3 separate regions of the Mus musculus genome follow, and all the other regions are linked to region 1. The links are chromatin contacts, called in public ChIA-PET and promoter capture Hi-C maps. All regions are on one chromosome and are shown on one strand. Each heading gives the region's core, a stretch centred on a gene start, on an enhancer-like site or on the middle of the called end of the contact. The rest is flanking DNA. Distances are from core to core; before and after follow the strand shown.

Region 1 (4,287 bases), core at 20-2,519:
GCCAAACTGTCTGTATCTTTCATAAAATAGAAATTTATTGAGAGCTTCTATGGGCCAATCTTGTTTCACTAATCAGCCTTTGATTCCCTTGGATGTCAAAGGGGACACATACTACACTGTTGGTACAAATTTTTGACTCTTTATGGCACTTGGTAGGAATGGAGACTGCCATCCAAGCTGGGCCAGGCCCCGGCCAGCCTGGGAACCACCTTGGGGCAGAGGAGTCAGGGCTGTGGCAGGCAGCGGACCTAGGCAGAAAGGACACATGCCACCCAGGGAATTCCTTCTTTCTTAGTAAGGATAATGCTTTGACTTAAAAAAAACATCAATTTCCTGTATCTATTTAATTTGAGGGGACAAATTTACTTCACACTACATATGCATTCAAATTGTAGGTCCTTTTTAATTTTTCATACTCAGTAACTGGCTAAGCTGTGACCCAGACCTTCCAAATTAGTTTAATGTCAGTCCTGGCTACAAGCATGCTCCCTGTCCCTAAAAGCAAACCCGGTAGACAGCCTGTATTTGTAAACCAGGTATCTTATAAGACACACTTGAGACACATCCCATTTCCCCAGATGAGTCAAGTCAGCAGCAGAAAACCTCGACTCACTTTATAAAAAGAAGGGAGGAGAAAAGGCACCTTCTCTGGTGTAAACTGGTTTAGTGGACAGGCAGTGGGTATGGAGGAGAGACAGCAGCCCTTTCCCAGGCAGGTCCCAAGAGTGTTTGGGCATGGAGAAACACTTCCAGATGTGCACACACAGATGTGGATTAAACGTAGGATAGGCAGCTTTAGAGCTAACAGGTACAGCCACAGTGTGTCATCAGTACAGGTCCACACCTCTGACAACACACAGGCTTTCTGTTGGTATACCATTGTTCTTTCTTTCTTCTTCTTTTCCCCCCAAAGCCAAACATTAGCCTTGTCAGATCGTAACAGTCTTATAAGCCTGGTGTGGCCCTCACTGCTGCAAGACTGGGACAAAGAGATGATGTTACAGTCTGGTTTCTATGGCAACGGAGGAGGGGTAATGAAAACTGAAATGCAGGAAACACCCATTCTGACTATTGTGACATAATTCAGTTTCTTACAAGGAAGTAACTATCTAAGAAGCAGAAGTATCATTACCTGGCGGCTGCTGTTCACAAAAAGCTGTGCTGTGTATTTCTCTTAGCTGGTCTGTCTGTACAGAGGAAAGAAATAACACACACACACACACACACACACACACACACACACACACACACACACACACACAGAGTCCTCGCTTTCTGCATGTAAAATGTGTGTGTGTTCTTTAGAAGCCAGCGGTTGGCTGGTTTTCCGGACATGATGTGGTTGAAGCTGTCATCGTAATGGAAATTCACTGCTGTAGCTATGGTAAATCGAGTGTTCTGCCTGTACTGAATGCATTAGTCTAATGAGATGTTTGCAGCGGCGGCGAGCTGGGCTGCTGGCGACTAGCTGTGAGGCAGGCGTAGCACACGGGTGGAAGATAGCTTGTGCCATACTCGCAGTGTGTGTGCAGGAAGTCACCTGTCTTCTAAGCCACCACTCCAGACCTCAGCAAGCAACACCCTGGTCAGGGCTCTGTGACCAAGCTGTAGGTAAGGGAGACGCATGCTGGCGGGTGTGCTGTGGTACATTGTATGGCTCCTTCTCTTTGGGCTGGCGGCACAACAGGTTACCTGCTTTAGTTTATTTGGGAGGGTTTGCATGCCTGCCTCTCTGGCAATGCACGAGTGTCTGGTGCTAAAACTACTGAGCCCGGTGGGTAAACTTCGGATCCTAACATGCAAAATATAATGTTTGATTTTTTTTAACTATATATCAAAGGGAGATTTAAAGTAAAAACACAGTTTATAACCATTTTTGACATGTATACACTTAACCTCTCTTTAAGTCTATATGTAAATATGTGCAAATTTTTTATTATTTCAAACATGAATATGGTTTTTTTCCTAATAATAATTTTGTCTTATTTTGTATTATTAATTTAAAATTTGTAGTATGGATTAGGTTACAAATATTTACCTAAAATTGATTATTAAAATTGGCTGTGATATAAGCACTCATCAAAGCATTTGTTTTCAAATTGAATTTTATTTACTTGTGTTGAATGCTGCAGATGGGATATTTCATGTGTTTTTGTTGGTTGCTGATGTACCAGTCATAGATAAGGAGAGTATTAATTGTTTGCAAGTTCCTGCTATTAGTTTTTTTAGGAGGAAATAACTAACAGGTTAGTATGGAATGTTTGGAGTTTCCCCAAGTTCAAAGACAAAGTCACCTCCTCCCCTCACACAGTCCTATGTGACCCCAAATAGCTTCCACTCATTCTGCCTGCAGCCCCGGGTGTCGTCTACAGGTTGCTCTGCGGATGGACAGGACCAGTGGGTATGGCTGCTGAGTTAGCAGTTTTCACTCATCATTGATGCGCTTGAGTCTAAGTTCTTGCCGTTATTTTCGACAATAAGCCAGAGGTGGCGGCTTGCTGTGTTGTCTTTCTAGGGTCATGACATTTCTCAAGAGGGCTAGGACCATCAGCAGCTCTCTGAGAAATGGGGCTTTGTAGCTGGGATGCTTGAAAAGTGATCCAGATGTGGTTGTTGTGTGTTCCATGTTTTTAATTCCTTTCTCAACTAAGGAACATTTTTTTTTGAAGGGTAAGAGACATAGATGTCTTTCCCTCCTCAAGACTTTTTTCTCATTAAGAACAAAACAAAACGGAATGTCTGGAGAACATGTAGAAGTATGGAGATGGCTGTAGAGGAGAAGGTGCCTGATTTAGACAGTATTTTATGGAACATTTTGTGTGCTTGTTGCTTGGTAGAAGTGGCTCAGTCGATCTGAGTAACAGCTACTGGGTGGCAATTACCTAGAAAACTAGCACTGCGTAGCATCAAAATGCAGCTAAAATGTAAACATTGATGCCCCGTGCAGAGAAGCCGCTTGGTAGCTTTACAGTCTACCTTTAAAATATAGCTGTCAACTACTATTAAAACATGAATGTGTTTCTCTCACTCTTAACATTGTGACTGTGTGTGTGTGTAGAAACCTTCTCCAAATCTGCCTGTCTGATTTGTGTCATAAGAGGAAACACAGATCCAACAAAATCCCAAATCTTAGTTGTTTTACCACATTTAAATGTCTTACCCGTGTCACCAAAATTACTTTTATTTCCTTAAAAGCTATATATGAGCAATAACGAGACAGGAAGAACGAGCGGGCAAGCTCGGCTTTCATCTGCACAGTTCTTCTGCGGCTGCTGTTCTCTGCTAGAGCAACAGTAGTTTCACTTTCTGCTTCTCTTCTCGTTGTGGGGCTGAAGGTTGGAGGTCATAGGCGATCTAGGAAACAAGCCAAACTCAAAGGTTGTCACCTCAGCTCCTCCGCTTTGATCTTGCCAACTGAAAAAAACCCAAGGACTTTTAATATATTCAATACTGCTTGCGTGTGATAAAAATTTGAACAATACCCTGAAGGACAAAGACAGAAGTTTTAATATTTTTTTGACTAGATGGTTGGAAAATCATGACCAGATTGCCTTAAACCTTTCATAACATAGTAGTTTTTATTTGTTTCTTTTAATCTTAATGTTACATCTCGAATGCTTAACTGCAATAAATTTAAGGAAACATAACAAGGAATGCTCACTGAAGAATAGCTTTTCTGTTGGAAAGCGGGGTGTGGAACACAAAATTCAGAGTGTTTCTTAGGTCTTATCTGCAGTTTTTCTGGAGCCAAGGGCATACCACACACACATGTACACACCCCTTGTGCCGCACACTTTAGAACAAGCAGCTACCTCTGAAAGTTTCAGCACCTCATGACCTCTGGGTAGCTGGCTCGGTGCTCCTTAGAGATCAGAATTCTAGCTTCCTCCTGTTTCATATTCTTAGATTTGATTTGAGAATGGATTTGGGATGAGGAGGAAGACAGATCCCTTTCCCACCAGGGAAGAGTAAAATCGTTTTCCTGTTTCAGGAGTGATGTTCATGAGAACAGGTGCCTGTCAGGTGTGAGCACACAGACTTCCTTCTATTGATGGGCAAATTCAGTGTTTCTGAGAAAACTTTAAAAAAAAAAAAAGTTTGGATATTTTATGTCTTAATCCCGAAGTCTCCCAAGAGACTTTGAGATTCACGCGTTTCTCCTTTTAAAATGTTTTTGTTGCTTTCAGAGACAGGTGAGGAGAGTCGGGGGGATCTAAATGGTCCCTAGGATGAGGAAAAATCAGGTGGTTTGGTACAAATATAAAGTTATAGAAGCCGCCAGGGTGT
Region 2 (3,844 bases), core at 1,292-3,791, 580 kb after region 1:
GAAGGCAGCAGAAAAACATGGCCTCAGAGGCGGATGGCGGTACATGCTTGTAATCCCATCTCGTGGGGGAGGCTGAGACAGAAGAATTGCTGAGAGTGTAATTCAGGCAGAGATGATATATAGTGAGAAGGCCAGGCAGAGTGAGATGCTGTCTGCCCTGGTCCCCCAAAAGTGAGATGGCTTCACAGGTATAATTACACTACACAAGCTTCACATAAGTTTGATCCCCAGAACCCACATGAAAATGGAAGAAGAGAACCTGATCTCATACCACAATTTTGTGGGTTTATGCATGCATGTGCACTCGTGTACACACATACACACACACACACACACACACACACACACACTGTAAGGAAAGCTGAAAACAAGAAATGTGGCCTCTTCTAATATCTGGAGTAACTGAGCTTCCCTGGACCTCTAACCCCTTTATCCTATAATTAGAGTAATACACCAGCATATATTTTTATTCATGTTTTATGTATTATACAGTATGTAGCTTAAAGTCTCACAGGGAAGTCAGTACGTGAGTAGAACATTAAAGTACAACACTGTAGTAACTGTACTCCAGAAGCACACAGGCTACTCCAGAGGGAGAAGAGCAGCTGGTCCCTGGTGCCATCGTCCTGGGTGGCTGAGTGCCTTCCACCCAGGTAGAATCCGGGTGGGAGGGGCTTACTAGGAGTGGACCGGCAACCCCAAGGGAGCCAGTGTGTCAGCTCTGAAAACTGCGGCTAGCTCCCCTTAATACATGAGCAGAAGACAGAAGGGAGAAAAACGAAGCTGGGAGGGACTGGAGAGAGGACTCTTGTTCCTCCTGGGGAACTTGAACTGCTAAGGCTGTCGGAAGGCAGTGACAGATTTTAGACGAGACCGTATTTGATTTATAAACCTTTTTGGCAGTGTGGCAATGTGGATGGAGCTTGGGAAGGATCTTTAGGATGTGAAAATAACCTAGCTGGGGGGAAGATGAGAACCCCAGTGTAGCACAGTTTAAAAAGTAGAAAATCAAAGAGCTCAAAGGAGCTGCAGAGATGAGGGCTTGCTGACTGTCAGTGAAGATGTCCACATCCGTCCAGCGGTGGCAATGCTGTCTGTTAGTCTCAGCACTCAGGAAGTAGAGGCAGGCAGCTCTCTGAGTTCCAGGACAGCCAGCACCTTCCTGGCAGGATATCCAGGTCAGAGAAACCCTGTCTCAGAAAACGAAAAGGAAACGTTCACAGGAAGGCTGTAATGCTCCCTGCTGTGACTCAGGTATCCAGGCAGTAGAATATCTCTGCTGTGGGGCTACCCCAGCGCCAGAGGGAAAGCCCTAGAGGGATTCCCACGGACAGTTCCGTGCTGCATCCCGTCCATAGCATGCATCTTCCATGACTCATAGACTGGGTCTTACTACCTGGCCCCACCCAGTCTCTAAGAGTCAGAGGAGTTGGCCTCAGGTGAGCTAGCCAGGGACTGCCTGGTGCCTAGGTGAGGGAGTGAGGGAGACCCTCACTGAGACTATTGAACAGGACAAGGTCATTTAAGTTCAAAAGATGAAGCCTTTTCCAACTACAACTATAATGATTTTGTTTAGTGTTTTTAAGATGTTATTGCTAGTCACTTGTATGGCCTGGCGCATATGCGTGCAGCTAGCTGCCTGTGGAAGCTTTGGGGAGCCGCCAGAGATGGAGGAGAGTGCAGGCCAAGGCAAATCTGCAGCCCCCTCTTTGTTTTTCTGTTTGTTGGTTTGTTTTTTGAAATAGAGTCTGGCCATGTAGTCCTGGCTGACCTCTAACTCACAGAAATCCACCTGCCTCTGCCTTCCAAGTGTTGGAATTAAAGGTGAGCATTGCCCGTCAGACCCTTTGGTTCTTTCTTTGGTCACAGAGAGAGACCGGAAGTCAATTTGCTGGCTGGTGAGAACCACTACATTAGCAAAAATGCTTTGTTCCATTTTCCCGAGGAAAATATTTTTGTTTTTAAATAAGTCATACTCAGATTTAATAATATGTGTTTTTCTTGAATTTTGATTATTGTATCAACATAAGGTGTTTGAATTGTTTTTTTTTTAAGTTTGAAGATGTTAATGGAGGCTCCTCCTCCCTCCCCACCCCCCACCCCCTCCCACACACACACACACATAAAATAGAGGCTGTTGAATTCGCTGTTGAATTCCAAATGCCAGAGATACCACAGCTTGGCCTTCATTACTGCCTTCCCAGCATGGGACTCTGTGCAGATCAAGGGGTGGCTGTGAGAGGAGCTGTAATTGGGCTGATTGGAGCCATTGTGCTGCTCTGGAGCGAGGCTCCCGTAGCCTTAGGGAGGTGATGGTGTCTGGAGAGCACCTGGAAACCTGTCCTCTTTCTCCAGACGAGAGAGCAGAAATACTGGATTTACGTGTTTCCTGTCCCTCACTCCCACCCCCAGTTAAATTGTGGTCCTCACTGTACAACCAAAACCTGACTTATTGTGCATTTATTTCCTAACAGTTGCGAGAAACAATCAAAGCTGGCAAAGGTGTGACTTCAGCTATTGACCTGTGTCGTTACCATGGAAACAAGGCACTAGAGGCCCTGGAGAGCTTCCCTCCCTCAGAGGCCAGATCGGCTTTAGAAAACATTGTGTTTGCTGTGACCAGATTTTCTTGACACCAAATTAAAAAGACACTATTGTTCCTTAGCTGAAAAACCCAGAGAATGAGGCGGACAGGAGAGCTTTTGGTGATGAAATAAGTAACGTGTTTAATGACTTTAGAAATATATGTATTTTTTTTTTCTGTCCTTTATCTGACTGCTTAATGAATCTATCCTTTGGAACCACTACAAACAAAACGAGAAGGAAAAAGGTCACGCGGTTTTCACTTGTCACGCCAGAGCACACTTGAGGCTTCAGCAACAGAAATAATTAATGAGACTCGCTCCCGTGACCTCAGCAAATGGACAGGAAATAAGTCCTTATTGATTGGACCAAGCCCGGGATGGCGCCAGGGCGGTGGCTGTGGTTTTCCTTCCACAGAGGACAGAGCAAGCTGGAAGCTGCAGGTGTCGAGCGAAGCACTGGATGCCAGCTCTGGGGGACACATCAACACCAATGACCAGTCTGTCGTAGTGGAGAAGACCTCAACGCATTAAGCAAAAGTCTGTGTTGCCTGCTGTCTTGAAATCATGTGCATATAGTGTGAGAGGCTTGGGCATCCTAGTTCTTATCAGATTTGGGAGAAGTGAAGGAGATGTTAAGCTGCCAAATACTTGAAATTGAATATTAAAATGTTACCAAGTGTTGACTCAATTGTATAAGAAAGTGTCTGCCTTTCTTTCTTAAAGATCAAATTTAGGACACATTTCAAGCTTGGCATGGTGGCACACACCTTTAATCTCAGCACTCGGGAGGCAGAGGCAGGCTGATCTCTGCGTTCGAGGCCATCCTGGTCTACAGAGTGAGTTCCAGGACAGCCAGAGCTACACAGAGAAACCCTGTCTGGAAAACAAACAAAAAAGATACAATTCAAAGGCCAGTTTCTATATTTCAAAAGCCACGTATCCATTTATGACACTTTGTCTGGGGGACTCCCTCTGGTGTCCCCAGCTTTCAGCAGTGTAACTGTAGTACTGGGCCTTGGTTGGTGAGAGTTTTGTTTTAACCTCAGAATGTCAACTTTTGATATTGAGACACAGACACTGAGTTCCAGAAAGAATACAAGCGCTCACATAGGCCTGCAATCGGATTCTGGCTCCATGCGGTTGGCAGACGGTTGCCGTGGTTTGCACAAATGCAATCGGAGAATCCCGTTGACAAGAAGGCTGAGTTTACATAACTGGTCTCGACTGCCTTTCCTCCTCCTGTGTGTAATTACAGCCCT
Region 3 (4,131 bases), core at 479-2,978, 580 kb before region 1:
CAGGCATTCCGCCGCGAGGAGCATTTCCTTGGTTGCCCAGAGCCCCCAGCCGCCCCCGGCTGCGGCTGTGGCAGTGGCTGCTGAGGCTGCAGCTGCGTCGGCGTGCCCCCACTCAGAGCGCCTGCGGCGGACGCTGGCCCCGACCCGAGGTCCTGCCCTCCTGGAGCCAGCAGCATGGCCGAATCCTCGAGGAGCAGCCCGGAACCCAGCGTGCTGCTCACGCCGCCACCGATCACCATGGCCGAGCTGGCTCGGCCGCCGCCGTCCTCGTCGTCTTCATCGTCGTCCTCCTCGGGGATCATGGAGTCTGCGGCCGTCTCCCCCGAGGGCTTGGCCGGGCTCGCCTGCAGCTCCGGCCTCTGCAGGGGCCACGTACAGGAGCGTGGCCGACTCTGTGGCTCGAACTCTGGGTCCAGCTCCACTTCGAGCGGAGAGAGCGGGACCGGGGAGGCTGGTGCCTCTGCCATCTTCGCCGCCTGCCCGCCGCCCGCGGCTTGGGCTCTTGCTCTCTCCTCTCGAGCCCAGGCTGGGTGCGGCGGGGGAGGAACGGGGCACCGCGAAGGTTCGAGCTCCAGCTACCTAGGGAAGCGCGAAGAGAGAGTTGGTTATCCTGTGTTGGAGCCTAGTCCGCGGAGACTCCTCGCCCGCGGCCGCCACCTAGAACGGATAGACCTGGGGACGTGCGTCCCGCGAACCTGGCGCAGCAGACGCCGCCCCCTGGCCTGGCCGCCCGGGAGACGCGAGCGAATCGACGGCCCCGCGCGGGGCAGCCCCCTCCCCCGCTGCCGTCGCCAGAACCGCAGGTCTCTCCCGGACTAGATGGCGGGGCGGAGGGGGGAGGGGCGTCCCGGGGGAGGGGTGGCCGCGCCATTAAGTGTGGGCGGCCTCCGGACCCCAACAGCTCCGCAGTGGTCGGAGGGCGAGCGTGCGTGCGTGCGTTTGTTTATGTTTGGCTCTGGCTCGCTCAAGTGCCTCCCGCGGAGGCGCAGGGCAAGTCAGCAGAGTCCTGGGCTCTTCTCCCGCTCCCCAGCCCTGCGATCCCCCCCACCCCTCCCAGGCGAGAGGCCCCCTAGGGCTGGCGCGGGCAACTCCCGTCTTTTCCTCTCCGCCCGCGGACCAGCAGGGAGAGCGTGGGGGTCTGGGTGCAGACCTGCCAAGATCACTTCCAACAAGAGAGAGAGAGAGAGAGGGCCGACCCCGCAGGACTAAGAAGATCTGAGATGTATTTTCTTGGGGACGTGGGGCCCTCCGCCCCCTTCCAGGTCAGAAACGGGAAGGAGGAAGCAAGTGGGAACATAAATCTTCCAACAGGTCGGGAAGCGCCAAATCTCTCGGACTGCATGAAAACCCGGACCAGCACCGTTCATCACCTCCTTGCTCCCGCTGCTGCCATCTTGACAGTTCCCCCTTCCCTCAAGTCCTTTAAAGACACTAGCGGGAGAGAAGGGGGGGAGCACACCGAGTCACGGGGAGGGAAAGGGAAGCGCCTGGCCCAGCTCGGAAACAGATCCGGAGTCACTGGAAAGGCGGCCGCCCCGTTGCAAAGCTCCGGCGCCTACCTCGGCTCCTTCCCTTCAGGAACGAGGCGGGAGGGCGTACGATTCCGCGCGAGCCCAGGGCACCGCGACGAGGGGACTCTCGGGCCGCCGCCGCAGCCCGCCGGAGGAACCGCCTGTCAGCCTGTGCTGCGCCGCCGCCTTCCACATTCCTCCTCCTCCCTTCCACGAGCAGGGCGGCCGCGGCAGCAGCACAAAGTTATAGCCACTCACAGGGAGCCTCAACCTAGGATGACGGCGGGGCGGGTCCCCGCCCAGGGGGAGGGCTGGGGCGGGGGCCGGGAGGGCTGCTGTGCGTGCGTGTGGGAGTGCGCGTGTGTGCGCCCTCGCGCCTGCGCGGGGCTGCGGGAATGGGGGCGGGCGCGCGCGGGTCGGGACTCGGCCGGCTCCGCAGCCCTCCCGGTTGGGGTCCCGCGCTCTCCTGGGGACCTCAGCGGCCACGCTGGCCCGGGACGGGAGGCCAGGTCAGACAACACACCACTGCGCGCCGCCCCGCGCTCTCAGCCTTGGGCCCTGCGTTTGGCTCGTGGGCCCGTGGCCTGCCCGTGGGTGCGTGGGGTCGGAGCCCGCCCCAGTATCGGGTTCCTTATTAGAACCTGACACCAGGGAACACCCGGGTTAAGCCGGCAGCCGCAGGTGACAAGGGTTACCTGGGCGTGGAAACACTGGCCGGCGAAGATCGCGCCGAAAGGTGTGTCACTGGACCCTCACCTGGGACACCCGGCGACAGTCGTGCTTCGCTTTTCACGGATTTTAAGGCTAAGTGGGAAAAGTGCAACTCAGGAAGAAAAGTGCAGTGCGCCCCAGTCCTGAACGCAGGAGCAGAAGATAGCTAACTGGAAGCGGGCAACAGTTTTCTTATGCTAAAGCAGCTGATTACGTGCTTGACTTTTCTAAGTCTATAGACTTCAGATCGCACCTTCACAATCCCTTATCCCACGATCCGTGCCTCCCGGCCGTACTGTGTGCTTTTCTGCGCCACACGCGACATGCATACCAAAAGTCTACCATGCATTCTGGTTCATACGTATCTTTCCAAACAAAACCCTCTCGGTCTCTGCAGCTAAAGTCTGGGCTCCGCAACAACCCAATACCCCAAAAGAGCCAGCCTAAAAGAGCCTGCAGAGGCCGCCCACCCCGGAACTCCGGCCTCCAGGCTTTACGCGTGATCCGTCACTCAAGTGACGTGAGGCCCCCGCCCCTGCACCAAGCTAGTTCGACGCGTACAAACAGATGATGTCATTGTCTCTACACGCGCGTGACCCCGGAGCCCTGCGCCGCATCGCCATTCGCTGCGCGGCTTCCTCGTCAAGCCACGCCGAGCGCTGACTGGCCGCCGCCGCCAGTCTCTGGGCTCCAGACGCCTCTCGCTCCTCTTCGCCCCCGCCCCCAGCAAATAATAAACAATCGAGTAAAATTGCAAGGACAGAGGGGAGGGAGAGCGAAGGCGCGCTGAGTGGCAGCCTTCGCCGCGCAGACAGCGGGAGGACTAGAGGAGGACTGTGCAGGGAGGAGGGAAAGGAGGTAGGGAGCGGATCTGAGCCGCACGCTCTATCAGGGCGAGAAACTTTGAGAACCTCGGCGAGGCCAGCTTGCTAGCACGGCGGGCTCTAGGACCCCAGGGCCCTGGCGAGACGGGAGGGGCGGAGCCTGGTTGCGCAAAGCCCGTGGGCGGAGCCCGGCGGCACGTGCGGGAGGAGGGGGCGCGTTGCACGGGCTCGCCCGGGACGCGCAGCCCCGGCGGCTGGCGCGCTTGTTTACCAGCACACGTGTGTGTTATTTTTGAGATGGAATGTGGGGCTGGCTGAACGGCTGGCGCGTGGGGCCGCCCGCGTCGGCGGAGGGACGCGGCGAGGCCCGCGCTGCCGCGGCCTCCCCGGGCGCTGTTTGCAAGGAAGCCAGGCTGGCCCGTAACCCGCTTCCCGCATAGCCCAGAAGTCCGGACCACGCATCTGGACGGCGAGATTCTCGCGCTGCCCAAGCAGCTGCAGAGACCAAGGGCGCAGACCGAGAAACGCTGCCTCCTTTGCGTGCTCTTGGGGCTCCTGCCTTCACCAGAACAAAGCAACTGCTTTAGATACACACCGGTGCACACACCTGGACCACAAGGTGGACACTTAACACCCTGCGTGGTCTGTGACCTTGCTACAAATATCCCCAGTCCTTTGGTGCAGGTTTTCGGGCTGCATGGCTCGGCCCATTTACGAATAAATATATTTCCATCACCTCGGCTTGTCTTCGGAAAGTGGAGCTGAAGAAAGGAATTCTGCCTTTTAGGGTTGCTATGCTACCTTAGGACCCGCCTCTGTCCTTTCCAGTCTGATCCACTAAATAAGCCCAGAACTTGATTTTGATTTACAGCCTGGCAATATAGATGGTGATGTGGGGTCACAAATTCAGCTTCGATTGCCTGTGCCTCAAATGAGTGGGGATTTGTGCAGAGAGGTTAGGGTTTATTACCTGGAATCTGGTGTTAGGCTCTGTGCCCAGATCCAGAAGGCCAGCTCACTGATACTTTGCAATGTGCAACGCAAACGCCAAAGACTTCACTCACTGTTTTTAAAACACCAAATAT

Evidence for each region. Promoter capture Hi-C pulls out the DNA fragments that hold promoters and counts their contacts. ChIA-PET counts read pairs in DNA pulled down with a chosen protein or histone mark.
Region 2: a promoter capture Hi-C map of embryonic stem cells shows a contact between it and region 1, with 2.2 times the contacts expected there. The contact joins the enhancer-like site here to the promoter of Scml4 in region 1. A contact is called at or near these places in 5 of 39 promoter capture datasets (embryonic stem cells, hippocampal neurons, liver and 2 more), 2 of 484 Hi-C or Micro-C datasets (cortical neurons and embryonic stem cells), 4 of 115 datasets of contacts at active chromatin or transcription factors (embryonic basal ganglia, embryonic forebrain, embryonic stem cells and 1 more) and 1 of 9 other capture datasets (embryonic stem cells).
Region 3: an RNA polymerase II ChIA-PET map of memory CD8 T cells shows a contact between it and region 1, with 55 read pairs. The contact joins the promoter of Foxo3 here to the promoter of Scml4 in region 1. A contact is called at or near these places in 2 of 484 Hi-C or Micro-C datasets (CD8 T cells and regulatory T cells) and 5 of 115 datasets of contacts at active chromatin or transcription factors (double positive thymocytes, large pre-B cells, memory CD8 T cells and 2 more).

Annotation. Positions count from the first base shown.
Region 1 is chr10:42,859,243-42,863,529 of GRCm38.p6, forward strand. Scml4 (Scm polycomb group protein like 4) reads left to right here and starts at 1,270. Exons shown (of 9, transcript NM_172938.3): 1 at 1,270-1,611. It overlaps Gm34006 (a long non-coding RNA gene), which reads right to left. Exons shown (of 3, transcript XR_380280.4): 3 at 3,164-3,414.
Region 2 is chr10:43,437,325-43,441,168 of GRCm38.p6, forward strand. It overlaps Pdss2 (prenyl (solanesyl) diphosphate synthase, subunit 2), which reads left to right. Exons shown (of 8, transcript NM_027772.2): 8 at 2,475-2,924. The coding sequence ends at 2,633. Among named protein-coding and RNA genes, the nearest start is that of Bend3, 40 kb to the right of the region's middle. Within about 2 kb of position 2,542, at least 95 of the 459 cell types and tissues checked have an H3K27ac peak or open chromatin away from gene starts, as enhancers often do. A contact at or near this core is called in embryonic forebrain, embryonic stem cells, extraembryonic endoderm stem cells and 2 more, where this site is marked.
Region 3 is chr10:42,274,967-42,279,097 of GRCm38.p6, forward strand. Foxo3 (forkhead box O3) reads right to left here and starts at 1,729. Exons shown (of 4, transcript NM_001376967.1): 1 at 1,560-1,729; 2 at 1-579. The coding sequence starts at 467.